Linked DNA regions of Mus musculus: region 2 is linked to region 1. A link is a contact called in public promoter capture Hi-C data. All regions are on one chromosome and are shown on one strand. Each heading gives the region's core, a stretch centred on a gene start, on an enhancer-like site or on the middle of the called end of the contact. The rest is flanking DNA. Distances are from core to core; before and after follow the strand shown. Region 1 holds the start of AU022754 (expressed sequence AU022754). Region 2 holds the start of Gtse1 (G two S phase expressed protein 1).

Region 1 (7,457 bases), core at 1,290-3,789:
CCTATGCAGTACTTCAGACAACCCTGCATTCTGTTTTGGGGAAACTAAGGCCTAGAAGCAGGTCGGGTCCCATCTACCAATAGAATTACCCACTTTTCTCTGACATAACCCTCCTAGAGAATCCCAAGGCCAACCCTATCTTGGGCCTCCCGATCTGACAGGTCTGGAGATGGGCTAGGAATCTTAAGACCCCAGGATTGTTTGGTGTTTGTTTGTTTGTTTGTTTGTTTGCAGGGAGGAGGAGGCACGCGTGGATGCTGTTGCTATTCCAGCCCCGATGCAGCCACATAAATATTTTGTCTCACTAACAGACCCCAAGACAGGGGTTGTTGGTGGGGACGGTGGAATAGCCCCCAGACTCCAAGGCAAAGTGAGGAATCCCTAACCATTTCAAGTCCAGCTCTTGTGGCAAGCGTTGCTCCCTGTCGCCACGGGATGGCAGCATCCACCTGCCAAGCTACCAGGCTGTTCTGCTTGCTCCCAGCCACCTGGCCCAGCTCAGCTCCCTGCCTACCAAGTTGTGCGACATCCAGAGTTCTTGGTTTCAGGGGACAGTGGTGTGGGACTGCAACTACCGTTTGACATCTGTGCCTTAGTTTCCCTGCTTGTGATGTCCAAATTCTCCTTTCTAAAGAGTCCTCCAACTCAAAACGATCTGCACAGCTGCACCTGCCGGCTTCTGGACCTGGGGTTCAGGAGCGACTCTCTCTCTCCCGGGTCGGGTCGTGGCAAAAGTTCAGAGGATTTGGAGAGATTAAGAGGGGATTAGGGGCAGGGACGGTAGCTTTTGAGCTCGAGGTTCCGGGCTGAGGACAGCGCCCCCTCATACCCCTCCTCATTTCCACACCAGGCAATTGGGTGTTGGCCAGTTTAAAGACGAGCGCCCTCCGAGTTCATCCCCTTGTCATAAGGGCGCCATTTGATGCTGCTGTCCGGGGCTGTAGACGCTTGAAAACCTGGCACACACCCCCCACCCACCCACCATGTGTCTGGTTACTAGCTGGTCCGCTGTGCTAAGACAGACCTAGCTGTGACAGGCAGTGTCCCTGTCACCCATTTATCCAGGATAGGATCAAGCGAGACACACCACAGGATGTGCCAGGCACCTAGGCCAGTCTGACTTCCCACTTTAGCGGTTCAACAAGAATCAGATCTGACACCCGCCCGCATCGGACAGGCCTGCAGAGTGAGACAGAATCCTCAGACTGGGACTCTCCAAGGATGCCTTTCTGAGTCTCTCTGTCATGGTGCCACTTTTAATGCTGGGCAGGCTGGTGTGTCTACCAGTCTCAAGTCCCACGCTCTGCTTGCGCTCTGCAGTGCCGGGCACTGGAACGAGTTTTCCCCGAGTTTGTTGGGCAGGTAACAATGCCTGATCCGGAGTTGTGGCCCTGGAAGCACCCACGTAGGTAACGTCTAGGGGAAAGATGTCTGCACATAGAAAGGAGATGGTGGTGGGTGGTCTCTCTCTCTTTAACTAGAAACTGGAAACCAAGTGACCACCAAGCCCTGAGCGGGTAGTTTCTTAGCCCCCGCCCCTACCCCCACCTTCACTGTCTCTGAGGAGCGCAGGTGTCTCTTTGGAGCCGCACCCTCTCCCCTCCCTCCCCTCTTCCCACGCAGTCCTGGGAGGGCGATCGGAAGGGAGCTGGCCTGGGGAGGGGGGGCGAGGGGTTAGATGCGTTCGTGTGTCACGGGGGAGGGAGGAGAAAAGGGAGGGGAGAGCCAGGGAGCGCGCGCGAGAGAGCGCGCTGCGAGCGAGGAGGGCGGGCGGGAGGCGGATCCTCCTACCTGGGGCGCGCTCGCCTGCTCGCGGCTCGCTTGCCGGGGCCGCGAGTCACCTGGGGAGGCGGACAAGTGCGGACACATTGGCCGCCCCGGCGCACCGCGAGGCGCGCACGGCCCCAGGCGGCTAAGCCCAGTGGAGGCAGCGCCCGCCCGCTGCTCCTGGCCCCGGCCTGCGCTCGCAGAGTCCCACGGTCACTCCGCTGGGCTCCGAGGTCGCGGTTCCCCGCCCGGGTCACTCCCCCGGGCGCACGCGGCGGCTGCGGCGCCCTGGGCTCACCATGGTGGCAACGCGTGCCGGGTGCCCACGCGTCGCCCGCCTCCCGAGCCGAAGCGCCGGCTGAGCGTGGTCCTACCGCAGCTCCCTGGCTCCTGCCCGGCCCCTGCCCACCCGCGCGTCCCCTCCGGCCGCAGCTGTCTATGGCGCAGCCCCCCTCCCTGGATCATGCACAGAAACTTTCGAAAGTGGATCTTTTACGTGTTTCTCTGCTTTGGCGTCCTCTACGTGAAGCTCGGGTGAGTATTTCTCTGGGCGGGGGGCTGCAGACGGGGAGCCGGCAGCCACCAGAGCCTCCTCCAGCGGACCTGGGGATAGGAGTTGGTGGGGGAGGGCGTTTCTTGAAGTGGCCAGGCTGGCTGGTATCTCCGGCCCTCAACCCAGCCTCGTTGAGACTCAACCGAGCCCCCCCGGAGCCAGAGATCCTCCGGAGGGGCGCGGAGCCAATACGCAGCAGGGACAGCGCGGTCCGCGGACGGCCGCAGCGGGGCTCGCGGGTAGCGGCGAGCGTGCCGGGCGCGTACTTTCACCTGTTTGGGCTCCAGGCCCCGGGGGTGGGACGCGCCTTCCCTCCCCCGGGCTGCGCTGGGCGCCGAGCCCGGGCCGAGCGCTAGCCGCCGGGAGGGCGCGCCGGGCCGGGGGGGGGGTGCGTGGGGCATCCCCGGCGGGGGAGATCGGGGCGCGCACTCGCCGCGAGCGCGCAGGCCTTGCACCCGCCGCGGCCCTTCGTCTCTATCCATCACCCGGACATGTTGAAATTACCTTGACAACTCGTCCGGCTGGCTCGGGATGGGCCGTGGGGCTGGCGCAGCAGCCTCGGGCTCCGTCCCGGGCCCGCGCCCCCGCCCGCCCGGGGCCTTGCGCCCGGCCCCCTCTCACCGAGCTCCCCCTGGCGCGGCCGGCCGGGCGGGCTCCAGGCGGGCCGCGCTCGCTGCTCGCCGCCGTAGCTGCTCCGAGTCGTATTTCCACATTCCTGAACCCAGCCGAGTCCTTACCTGTTGAGCCGCGATCTCCTTTAGACGGAATCTGTCTCGGCCTCCCCGGATTGGGGGTGGAGGGGCAGTGTGACCGAACGGAGCGCACCGCACCTCGCGGGCGTTAGTCACTCTTGGCGGGCCGGCCGGGACCAGACCCCCACCCCCACTCGGAGCACCTGCGGACATCTGTGCCCGCCTTGCCCGGCGATCCTACTATGTGTCGCCCGGCGCTCTGAGGCCAGCCTCATCTTGGCCCTAGGAAGGCCAGTGACCAGACCTGTAGGAGGGGCGGGTTCCGGTACCTGGGAGACCGACTTTCCAGGCGAGAGGTAGAAACAGTCGCTGAAGATCAGCACCCTTCCCAGCTCTCTGCACCTCCGCCATCTTACAGGTGAAGAAATTGAGGCCCAGAGAGGGGTAGGGACCAAACCTGGTGGCCTCAGAGGCAGGATTGAAAGTCTCTTCCTTATTCCTGCAGACCTGGGCGGGAGTGTCTGCGGCTGAGAGTGGTTGTGTTTATTGTAGGTTTGTGAGGGTAGGCTATGTCCCTGGGTGTTTGTTTATGAAGGTGAGGGGTGCCGGGGCTTTGAGCTTGCTGGGATGGGGGCAGGGTGGGCAGGCCACTGCTTCCTGGACTCTCAGCAGCCTGTAATGAATCTCCTGGGCCTGTGAAGGGACCCACCGCCCTTTGGGAGGAGGATCCATGCAGATCCCAGCTACCTGGTTCTGGCGCCAAGGCCTTTGAGTTGGGCGCTTGACTGCACCGGCCCTGGCTTCCATTGCTGACCATTCTTCTCAGCAAAGTCCTCTTATCATCAAATGGGAAAAAGTGTCAGCGGAAGGACCTGGGTGCCCGAGGTTGGGGGACTCCCTGGAGTGGTACCTGGGTTTCATGCCTTTACCTCATCTTTCATGGCTGGGAAGGCTTTTGGCTGTGGTGCTCTGAACAACTTGGTGGTCAGTCCTGAGTAGAGAGGGGGGTCTCTGTTAGCCCAGCCTGGGCTCCTAGATGCCTGTGACCACTATCTGGTAGGACTAAGCAAGCTTTCCTCTGCCCAAGAGCCCCAAGGGAGAATTTGTCTTCCTCCATAAGCTGCCCCCCCACCCCTCTTCTTGAGTTAAAAAAAAATCCCAAAAATCAGGGAATCTCTCTCTCTCTCTCTCTCTCTCTCTCTCTCTCTCTCTCTCTCTCTCTCTCTGTGTGTGTGTGTGTGTGTGTGTGTGTGTGTGTTCCCTCAGTTGAGCAGGAAAGGTAGCTGGGCCTTCCCATGGGACCTAAATGGGTCGGTGCTATGAACACCATCTCTTTGGCAGGTGTCTGGAGCAGCCTCTCACCCTCTCACTGTCATCTGAAAAGAACAGGGTCATGGTAGTATGCCCCTTGGGAGTGCTGAGGGATTAGTTCAGATGGCTTTTGCCCTGACCTTAGGTGGTGGGATATGGTGGCACCTACGAGTGAAGCCTTTCTCATTGCCAATGGTTGTGAGGTCCAAGGTGTGGGAGCCATTCTGGGGACTCCTCTGGATAGTTTTGGGGGGAGGGACTATTTTGTGATGGAGGCCCCAGAACTTGCCCCTCCCCCATGTTTCTGTATGTGTGACCGGACCTCCAGAAATCCCACCAGAGCATTTATCCCCCCCCCCCACACACACACCTCTCGTGTTAGCAAGAACCAGAATCCAGCTCTCAAAATCCAAAAACAGGAGTACTTCTGGTTCTCAGCAATTTCCAAGCACAATGACATTGGGGAGTCACAACACTTAACCTAAGGCCGCTATGGATGGAGCTACTGTCCTGGAGGAGAGGCCAAGGTGGAGTGGGGAGCAGCCAAGGTTACTGAGGTGCCAGGATCAGCCCTGTGCTAGGCTTGTTCCTGCTTTTGTGGTTGGGAGAGGCAAAGGGGCAAAGGATAGGGAGGTTCTGACTCCTGGATGCCCAGGAGTCTCCGTGCTAAGTCCAGGAGCTGCGGATCTAGTCTTTAGGAGCACGACTGTACCACACACAGCTCCTCCTTTCCTGCTGTCCTCCCTGCTCTGAGACTTCCCCCAGCTGACATATACCTCTATACAAAGACATACCGATACAGCCGGGCTCAGCAGAAATAGGAGATGGGACCCCAATCTGTTTCTAGACTATATAAAAAAATTAGTAAAAAAGGGAAGGCTCTTTAGAAGAATTTCTCCTTGCCAACAAACAAACGTTCCTCAGAGAGTAAAAGATTAGAGATGTAAAAGCGAGAGGTGATGGCCCTGTGAGATGAAAGCCTTTCCCTGCCTGTGTCTCCGAAGAGGTGCAGAATAGAGTTGGCCCAGATGCAGTGAGCGGGACCCACACCCAACCATCCCTAACCAAGCTCCATGTAGACAGAGGGACAGCACACACGGGGCATCTGTGCACACACACCTGCGGGCTCCCATACCGCCCATGCTCCTGCAGAAACATGCAAGCACACGCATGCATACAGAAGCACACGTTGCTGAGCACAGCCCCTAAGAGGCGCACACGCCTCCGCGCAGTGCCTCCCGGAGATGCGCTCTCCGTAGCGGTGTTTCTCGCCAAAGGTTGTGGCGAGGGTATCCCGGCCAAGGCAACTTGGGCAAACCCTGGGGGCGGCACCCGCCGCACACTCTGGTCAACCTCCCCTTTAAAAAAAACCCGCCCGCGGAGGAGGCGGATGTAGGGGCGGCCTGTCCAATGGCAGCTGCGGCGCTTTGGGAGACTTGGAGACTTGAGCCAGAGTGAGCGACAGAACCGGTTCGCACCGACAGACGGACAGAGGACCAGACAGCCACTAAGGAGCGCTTACTGCCCCCCTCCGGGCCCCTGCCCCGAACTCCAGCCCCAGCGCCTGTTACTGCCCCAGATACAGCAAGATGCGCGGTCCTGGCAGCGAGACACGGGCGAGCACTGTCCCCCGGTCCCCGAGCCCTGGCCCCTAGCGCCCAGCGCTGCTGCCCTGCATCAGGGAGGGCCGCGGAGACCCCAGCCTCAGTTGGCGCAGGAGCCCTGCGGGTGGGGCCTGCCCAGCCCAGCCAGGCGCGCCAGCCCACCATGCTCCTCCTGTCGCCGCGCAGCGCGCTGGTCTCCGTCTATTGCCCGCAGATCTTTCTCCTTCTGTCCAGCGGCAGTTACCTGTGAGTGCCGCGGGTGGCGGGCAGGGTGGGAGGGAGGAGAGCCCCTGGCTACCACTGCTGAAGGAGGGAGTGGGGAGGTGGAAAGATGGTCCCCGGTGGGGTGCTGGATGCCCTGCGCGCAAAGAAACTGGGGGCCTTTGGGTCACTTTGCTGGCCTAAGCCGCCGAGGTAGATCACCTGAGGGACAGCTGTGACAACGAGAAATTTTAGCTTAGGGGTCGGAGAAAAGGTGGCCGAAGAGCGGTCTGACTGCCTTTGCAAATTAGGCTATGTGCACTGAGCGCGAGTGTCAGAGCTAGCCAGTCGCGTCTCAGCGTAATCCTGGACCATCCAGAGACCCTCTCCCTAGGCCGTATTAACCCACGCGGCACGCATGGCCTTGCCACACTAAGGAGAGCTACAGGCACACACTCACTTTCCAGCGCATACACTGGCAGACACGTGCATGCTGCGCCCCACCAGACAGCGTGCCCAGGTTGTTCTCCGAAGTCTTGTGGCCACTTGTGCTGTCCTTCCACACCGGGAGGCCTTGACCTCTCCTCTGCTAGACGCCTCTCCAGGAGGCGAGGAGGGAGCACAATGTGCGCGCAGGTAATCAAGGTCTAGAGAGTATGCGGAGCATCGCCCACCAGGCTACGGGGAAGCTCCGGGCAGGGCCCGAGTCCGCCCTGCGAGTCGAGGGGGCGCGTCCGCACAGCGGTGGCTTCGCCCGATTCCTAATGGGACGCATATGCTCTGGCCTCCGATTTAAAAAGAAGTTTGATTTATGGAACCGCCGTTTGGGGGAATTGAAGCTGGATGCTACTGATTAAACCTCAGAGCCAGCGCTCCCTCTCCTTCTCCTCCCCTCCCCCGCCCCCTCCTTAACACGCGGGCCACGTCCGGGGTCGCCTAACGCGGCCAGAGGCGGCAGCCGCCTTCCCGCTCCCTGCACCACCCCCTCCCCTCCCCGCGGCCACAGTCTTGATAAATTGCCCCGCCCCCCACCCCTTTTAATAAAGACGCGGCCAATTTCTCCTCCAGCTCCTAGGAAATTACTATCCTACCAGTTTTCCTTCTATAAATAGTTGCGCATCTTGAAACAAAAGTTCGCAACCGCAGCCAGATGCTGCGAGGCCCGCGGTTTCCCCGGCTGTGGAACATAATTACAAGGTCCAGGCAGAGGGAGCGCTCCAGGCCCGGCGGGCAGCCCTGGCTACGGAGGCATCGCCTGGGGTGGAGAGTATCAGGCCTCCCCAGGCAGGGCGCAGGGCCCGTGGGCACCGCCTGATCTTGGAGACCTGG
Region 2 (7,457 bases), core at 2,001-4,500, 280 kb before region 1:
CATGTAATACCCGGGCAGAAGAAGTATAAAGTCCCAGCCATAGAGAACAGCCAGAGCCCAATGTGAGGGGCAGTGCTCCCCAGAGGGGCCCGGCCGGGCAGCTCCCCATCACTGCTGCCTTCGCTGTCCAGATTCTGGTTCTATTCTGGGCTTTCCAGTGCTCAGAGCGCTGCCCCTCCCGAGAGGCTTCCCTGGCAGGGCATGGGCTGAAGAGAGGCAAGGAGGCTGTGTACATCGCAACTGTACTATGCCTGGGTTTACCTTCTCTGTAGCCAGGTGAAGGTTTCTTCCTCTCACAGGCAAAGCCCGAGGTGGCTGGAGCTTGCTGGTGATCCTCTTTTGAGGCCCAGCCTGACTTGGAGGCTGGGAGGTACTTGATTCTCTTGGCAACGGCTGAGAGGAACAGGGCAGACCCTGGTTGCTCTGGGTCTGAGCAGGGCCTGCTGAGACAGGGGAGCTGAGCAGGCCTGGAGAAGCCAGGAGCTGGGGCTCCCCCATGGGCGGTTGCACCCTCGAGGATGGCAGGCAGAATGTCTCTCTTTTAAGTGACATGGGACTTCTGTCTCTCTTCTGTTCTTTCTCAAAGAGGCTTACTTTTAACTGTGAGTCCTGCACAAACGTTTCCTTGCCCTGGTTCACAGGATTTTGGGGCGTGGCAGCCTGGGCCACCTCTCTTCGGCTGTGACTTTCTATCTGTAAGGCCAGTAAGTGGGCTTCTTTGTACACCTCCACAAACTTCTCCCCAGTGAGAGGGCTCAAGGTGCAAGGGCTACCAGAGCCCGGGGCAAGAGGCTGCCCAGGAACCCGGCGGTTTAAGTCCAAACTGGCAGCAATGCATCTTTCTTTATGTCCAACAGGCCCAAAAAAGACTTCATCATCTTCATTTGTGCTGCGTTTAAAGAAAAAGATTATCAGGGCTGAAATCACACCAGCATCTAGGCGAGGGGCTTTGATGAACCTGTCTATACCAGGGGTTAGGGAAGAAAACGCATGTTTACCTTGAAGAAGACAAGGAAAGATCGAAGTCAAATTTTTCATCTTCCAAAAGAAGAAAGTCTGGGGTGGGGATGGGGAGAAAAAGTTCAGTTATTTTAGGGTAACATAAAACAGGAAAGCACTGGTTTCACAGTTGCTATGAATCTCTCAGTAAAGTAATAGATTGTTGCCTGAATTCAATCAATTGTCATGGGCACCTCAAGTCCTTCTTATTTCCCATTTCCACTCTCAAGTTCCAGGAGCCACTCTGAGTGCACTGATCCACCATCAAAACACAGAACCTTACCTCTATGATAGAATCTAGGGTTTCCAAGAAGGCTAAGTCACCTTCAGGCACAGGCTATTTTCTAAAGATCAACTACTTTAGCTAGCCTGGAATTCAATTATGAGACATCTATCAGCGATGAGTTCAAAGATGGTTCAAACTCACAGTAGAGACCAACGAGTATCTGTGGAGCACCACTGCTCCTCGGGTCCCTTTCCAAAAAAACAAAACAAAAAAGAAAACAAAACAAAAAACAAAAACAAAAAAAACCCCAAAACCTAAACCAAAACCACCAACAAAAATTTTGCTCTGCCTATCCACATTCCTAGCATAGCCTTGGTTGAACCAACTGTGGATTTATTCAGCTCTCTCTCACAGACCAGCCACTTCCCAGTAGTACTTAAAGGTCTGCTTCACCGGAGGGAACCTACATAATTCAGGACAAAATCCTAAGGTGGAGGAAGGTCATAGGCTTCATTAAGGATGCACGTTACAGCCTGGTTAAGTTGCATTCTAAACCTTTATGTTTATGCTCATAAATTACTGGACTGGGCTGCCAGCCTAGGTCATTAGAGGTGCTTCTTATAATGGGCATCACTGTGTTAAGCAGTCTCCTAAGGTGTCAAAGAGGATACATAACCTGATAGGGTGCAAAGGCCCAGTGCTCAGCCCTAAAAGGGAGAAAATAATTGTAAACCCACATCAACCCTCTAAGACTCAGGGGAGCAAAGTTACTTCCCACCACATCTGATGACCTGAGTTCAAGCCCTGGGACCCTCAGGTGCTTGCACACCTTGGTTACCACCCCCAAACACACACATACACATACACACACACACACACACACACACACACACAAACCAAGTCATCGTAAAGATTCCTCCTCCCCTCTTTTAGACAGGGTTTCACTGTGTAGGTTTACAAAGAGAACTAACTGTTCTGGAACTCACTCTGTCGACCAGGCTAGGCTAGCCTTGAAATAAAACTCAAGAGATCTGCCTGCCTCTGCAGTTGGGGCATTAAAGGCGTGTGCAGCCACCACGTAGCAAGTCTTGCTTTTCAAAGAATTTGCCAGCACTCAGAAGGCTTCCGAAGGTGGCTCTCGATGAATTCAAGGCCAGCCTGGACTACAGAGTGAGTTCCGGGTTACAAAGTGAGGGCTCAAAAAAACAAGCAAGAAAGGAAAAGCAAACAAAGTAAGTCAGTGGAGGAGAAAAGAATGAACCACAGGGGAATGGGTGGAGTGAGGGACTCTGCGCTCAGTGCAAGAGAAAGCTGTTGCCATTTTGATAGCACAGCAACTGTGATTAACCACAGGAGACCCTCACAAGATTAAGACCCCCACTTAAAGCCCTTCTGGAAGTGGGGGGAGGCCCCTCTTAAGATTACATAAGTGGTTTTAAAAAGTGGGTGGGGATGTTGTAGGGGCTTCTTTGGTGGTGGAGCTATGAATTGCTAATGTCCTTGTAAGTAACTTCAGTTAAATTTATTTGCTTATCAATCCAGACTTCGTTTCTTTGATCTGTTGTAGCCCTCTCTATTTTGTTTGGGGTGAAAAGGAATACACTCCAGAACAGCCTTACGAACAGAAAGGACTTACCTTCTTTTTTACTACCAGCATCCATCTTCACCTCTCTCTCCACTGGTTGGCCGAAGGCACGTCGCGGCCGTCTCCTCCTTCCACAGAGTTCGCTGCAGGAAGCAAGGGGACGGGAGAATTAGGCAAGTCAGAGGCAAGCCCCAACTTGCTCCCGGTTTCCCAGACTGTGCGCCCCGAGGCGGGGTAACGGATTTCCGGCTCTGAGCTGCAGAGCTGGCACCGCAGCCCGTCCTCCCCGGATCTCTGCGGCTCGGGACCCGGTTCCCCACTCTCCGGGACCAGCGCTACGACCACTCCTTACCCCTCGCCTCTGACCGGGAAGGCATAAAATCCAGCTGGGTCTCCGGCACCGGTTTAAACGCGGCGCCCGGCTCCGCCGGCCGCCGATTGGCCTGTTTAAACAGGAGACGCTCTCGGTGCAGCCTGGGAAATGTAGTCAGAGTGCTGATGTACAAGACCAATGCCCAAGACTCCAAGCCACGGATTGGCTCCGCTGGGCGCAGGAAACTCCCACCGGAAGTTCCCATGACTCTCCTCCTCCGGAGACACAGAAAGGATTTAAGCGTTCCGCCTGTGGCTGTGCTAGCAAAAGGGACCGAGGCGGTGATGGTGGGGCATAGGAGATGGTCAGGCAGCTAGGAAGGAATTTGTCCCGACTCTCTCCGGTGCTTGTCCTGGTATCTCCAGTATTTCTCATGCGTCCGGGTACTCTCTGCAGCCTAAGGCCTCTCTCCTGTACTCTGGTGTGCAGGCCCTCCCTTTTCCCTCAAATGCAGAAGAGTGACAGAGCCGGTCTTAGCACTTCTTTGCTGCCAATATGTTAGATGCCTTTGGATAGCAATGAGCAGGAAACTGGCTTCAAGGTCTGTTGGTTCAAGGAAGTCCAGGGTTGGCCTGGATAGCCATCAAGAAGGCCATCAAGTCTGGATGTCGTCTCTACACATCGGCCAGGTCTGGCTCACTAGTAGGCAAGCTGGCTTCGTCGGACCCAAGGTTCCCACCGGCTGGGGATGGTGACCGGTTCTGTGTATCTGGAATTTTAAGGGCCAGGCTTTTCTGATTCACACCGGGGGCGGGAGGGGGGGGCGCAAGACCACGGTGGCAGTCACATCTGTGGTCCAAGCCTTTAGCTCCTGTGCATGAAATCCCTGCATCCCTGGGGCTATCCACTGGGCAGTAAAGTTCACCAACACTTCTCTTTGTATCATATCAGGTCATAGTAGATGTTCAGGAAAGCATACCCATAGTAACTCACTGCTATTTACATTTTCTCTTGGCTTTAAAAATATTTTTATTTTATTTTTTTTGCCGACGTGTGCGTATGTACAGGTATGCAAGTGCCTACAGAGGCCAGAAGAGAGTGTCAGGTCCCTTGAGGCTAGATTTACAGGCTCTACGTGGGCGCTAGGTACTGATCTCTGGTCATCTGGAAGAACGGCAAGTGCTCAGCCATGGAGCCATCTCTCCAGACGCATACACATTTCCCTTTAAGATCAGTCGCCTGTCCCTGGCAGATGCATGCCTTCTTTCATGAAAGCCTACACATACCAGCTTTTACAGACAAGGCATTCAATGGAAGCCATTGAATACCAGAGATCACAGCACAAAGTGGTTCAATAGCAAGGGCAAGTGCCAAGGGCTATGGGGCAAAGAGAAGGCACTGTCACCAGCCCACAGGCAGGGTGGAAGGCTTTCTGAAAGAGACAGAGAGCAAGACTCCGCTTCTGGCTGAATCATGTATTATTTGGAATCATATACATAATGAGGACTAATGAGGAGGTTCCCCCTTGGCACCTGTCCCCAGGCTCCCTGATATGGAGACAGTACCTCTTCAAATCCTATGGCGATTACACAATTTCTTGACTTGCTGCCTCATCCAGCTAAGATTAGAGAAGCCCATCTCCCTAGGACGCAACCCAAACCTGGCACTTGGGAGCTGCTCAGAGGTTCCCATAGGAGAGGGTAGTCAACGGGACCAATTGTTTTAATGAATGCCCAAAACCTGTCCAGTCCTCAGCAGACTGCAGGGACTCTGAGCAGGCTAAGCAAAGATCTGGTTTGGAGACCTCCAACCCACTCCCCACTCCCACCTGCCCATCAGTCCCTACTTAAGTAGGAACTGCATCAACTTCCAGGAGGGATGTCCCTGTCACAGAAGCAGGAGATGGGCTTAAACCTCGTGATGGCTATGTCACTTATCTGGTTATTTGCCACAGCAGAGCAGCCCTAAGCTGGTGTAGTGGTTTGAATAGGTTTGGTCCCCATGGACTCAACACTTGGCTCATAGGGAGCGACAAGTTGGTTTTTGTTTTTTTTTTTTGTTTGTTTGTTTGTTTGTTTTTTGGTTTTTTTTTTTTTTTTTGGTTTTTTCGAGACAGGATTTCTCTGTATAGCCCTGACTGTCCTGGAACTCACTTTGTAGACCAGGCTGGCCTTGAACTCAGAAATCCGCCTGCCTCTGCCTCCTAGGGAGTGACAAGTATTAGGAGGTGTGTACTTGTTGGAGGAAGAGTGTCACTGTGGGGGCAGACTTTGAGGGCCTAGCTCCACCCAGTGCAGAAGGGACCCTCCTGCTGGCTGCAAGAAGATGGTCTCCTTTTGGATGCCTGTAGCTCAAGATGCAGAACTCTCAGCTCCTCCTGCACCATGCCTGCCTGGATGCCGCCACGCTTCCCACCATGATGATAATGGACGGAACCTCTGAAACTGTCAGCCAGCCCCAAATAAAGGTTTTCCTTTGTAAGAGTTGCCTTGGTCATGGCGTCTCTTCACAGCAATAGAACCCCGACTAAGACAGCTGAGGGTCTCACACCCACTCTCAGGAGCAGAATCGGAGCTAGCCAAGGAAGCCACATCCCTCAAGATTTACTCCCAAGTGAAGTCTAAAGAGAAGCTCCAGTTGGCACCACCAAGTCCCCCAGGGAGGCAGAAGGCATTCTTCCCCTCGTCTCTGGGGACGGTGGCAGGTGCAGTTGTCTGGGGCTGACAACCAAAGCCAACGAGACAGGATACCCTCCCCCCAGAAAGGAAATGCCCCTGCTCACTGGGACCCCAGGCAGCTCTCTGGAATCCTCCCCAGGGAAATGGGACAGCAGGACCTGTGCAGAATATAAGGAAAACTAAATGGAAAGGATTCACTAGTGCAGTGTGTGTGTGTACGAGTGCGTGCGCATGTGCACACACATAGACTTCTAGACCTCCCAGCTGACCTGGCCACATCTCTTCGCTGCCTGCCGACTTCAGAACAAGAAAATACAATGTTCAAGGCACCTGAAAATGATAGCCACTGCTTTGGTTCTGGAGGCTTAAAAAACGCATGTTGGCCCTGAGAGGAATTCTGAACATCACTCAAAATTAACTTGGGTTCCCTACTTTGACCAAACTACTGATTTGGAGAATTCTGCTCAGGACTGAACTTTAACCTCTGATAAACAAACCCAGCTGTTTCCTAACCGTACCCTAACCCAACCAGGCAGTCAACCTCACGCCAGGAGGTCAGTGTTGAGCTGTAGGCTAAGGACCTGGCGGTTTCTACTGCATAAGATGGACAGCGGCCGCCCTTCGGATCAGCCGCTCCGTCAGGGGTGAGTTGGGTTTCAAGGCGTCACGCTCCATCAGAAGGCTCCTGTGGAAACACACAGAGTTTTTGTTATAGAACCTTCTAGAAGGACGTGCGAATATGACTGGCCGGGGCAAGATGGGTCCAGCCATCTGGGCAGTACTCTGATTTTCCATGAGAGATAAACACTAGAGCTGAGGACTCCAGTGTAGGTCTATCACGGTGGCGTTGTCTGTCTTAGGGAAAGCCATGGCTCAAGACCTCATAGCTCATGCTTCTGTCACCATCTAAGGCTAATTATGAGAGGGACCAGGAAGCCACATGTGAGACTGGTCCAGGAAAAGCAAATGAAAGAGTTGGGGTGGGGAGCCTTAACTAAAGCAAGACCAGGACCCATCAGGAGGTAAAGCCCCTACTGTGGCTGGATGCTGGGGCCTCCTTGATTAGCCCATATGAGTCTTGTGTCTGAACCACATGTCACCTGTGTTTGCTTTGTTTTGGTCACACACCAAGGAGATTAAGAGAGACACAGATGGTGGCTCTGAGGGCAGTAAGTGTTGTTAAGGGGCTGGGGCTTAGGACTCGGGGGACCACACCCCAGCCAATATAGACTGTATCAGTTCACTTTCTGCTGCTAAAACAATTTGTGCGAGGCTGGGCACTTTGCAAAATTGAAGGTTTTATTTAGCTAGGTTCCAGAGACTGGAAGTCCAAGATGGAGGCCTTACCTGGCTTCATATTAGGCTGCCTGGCTGTGTGAACAACGGAGGTGGGGGGGGGGAGCAAATGACCATGCACGAGAGACTAAGCAGAGTGGCTTTGTTCTATAACGGTTCTTCTGTGAAGAGCACTAACTGGGGCCCCCTGAGAACTTTAACATCTTCTGAGGGTGGGGCCCAGGAGGAGCTCTCCTCTCTCCACCCTCTTTTTCTCAACACTTCCAAAGTTAGGAACACACATGCAGCCATGGAACCCCGGGCCACACTCAAACCACCTAAAACCACAGCAGCGGGTTCTTGCCTCTGAAAGGCATGGGC

The links. Capture Hi-C pulls out chosen DNA fragments and counts their contacts.
Region 2: a contact with region 1 is called in a promoter capture Hi-C map of liver. The contact joins the promoter of Gtse1 here to the promoter of AU022754 in region 1. A contact is called at or near these places in 4 of 39 promoter capture datasets (the 3T3-L1 cell line, hippocampal neurons and liver), 38 of 484 Hi-C or Micro-C datasets (the C2C12 cell line, CD4 T cells, the G1E-ER4 cell line and 22 more), 13 of 115 datasets of contacts at active chromatin or transcription factors (astrocytes, cardiomyocytes, craniofacial prominence and 9 more) and 4 of 9 other capture datasets (adipose tissue, liver, macrophages and 1 more).

Annotation. Positions count from the first base shown.
Region 1 is chr15:85,576,224-85,583,680 of GRCm38.p6, reverse strand. AU022754 (expressed sequence AU022754) reads right to left here and starts at 2,539. Exons shown (of 5, transcript NR_040433.1): 1 at 2,264-2,539; 2 at 1-1,431. It overlaps Wnt7b (wingless-type MMTV integration site family, member 7B), which reads left to right and starts at 1,860. Exons shown (of 4, transcript NM_009528.3): 1 at 1,860-2,301. The coding sequence starts at 2,231.
Region 2 is chr15:85,855,500-85,862,956 of GRCm38.p6, reverse strand. It overlaps Gtse1 (G two S phase expressed protein 1), which reads right to left and starts at 3,250. Exons shown (of 12, transcript NM_001168672.1): 1 at 3,163-3,250; 2 at 2,862-2,953; 3 at 999-1,056; 4 at 262-889. The coding sequence starts at 2,886. Ttc38 (tetratricopeptide repeat domain 38) reads right to left here. Exons shown (of 14, transcript NM_001033337.4): 14 at 4,135-6,486. The coding sequence ends at 6,393.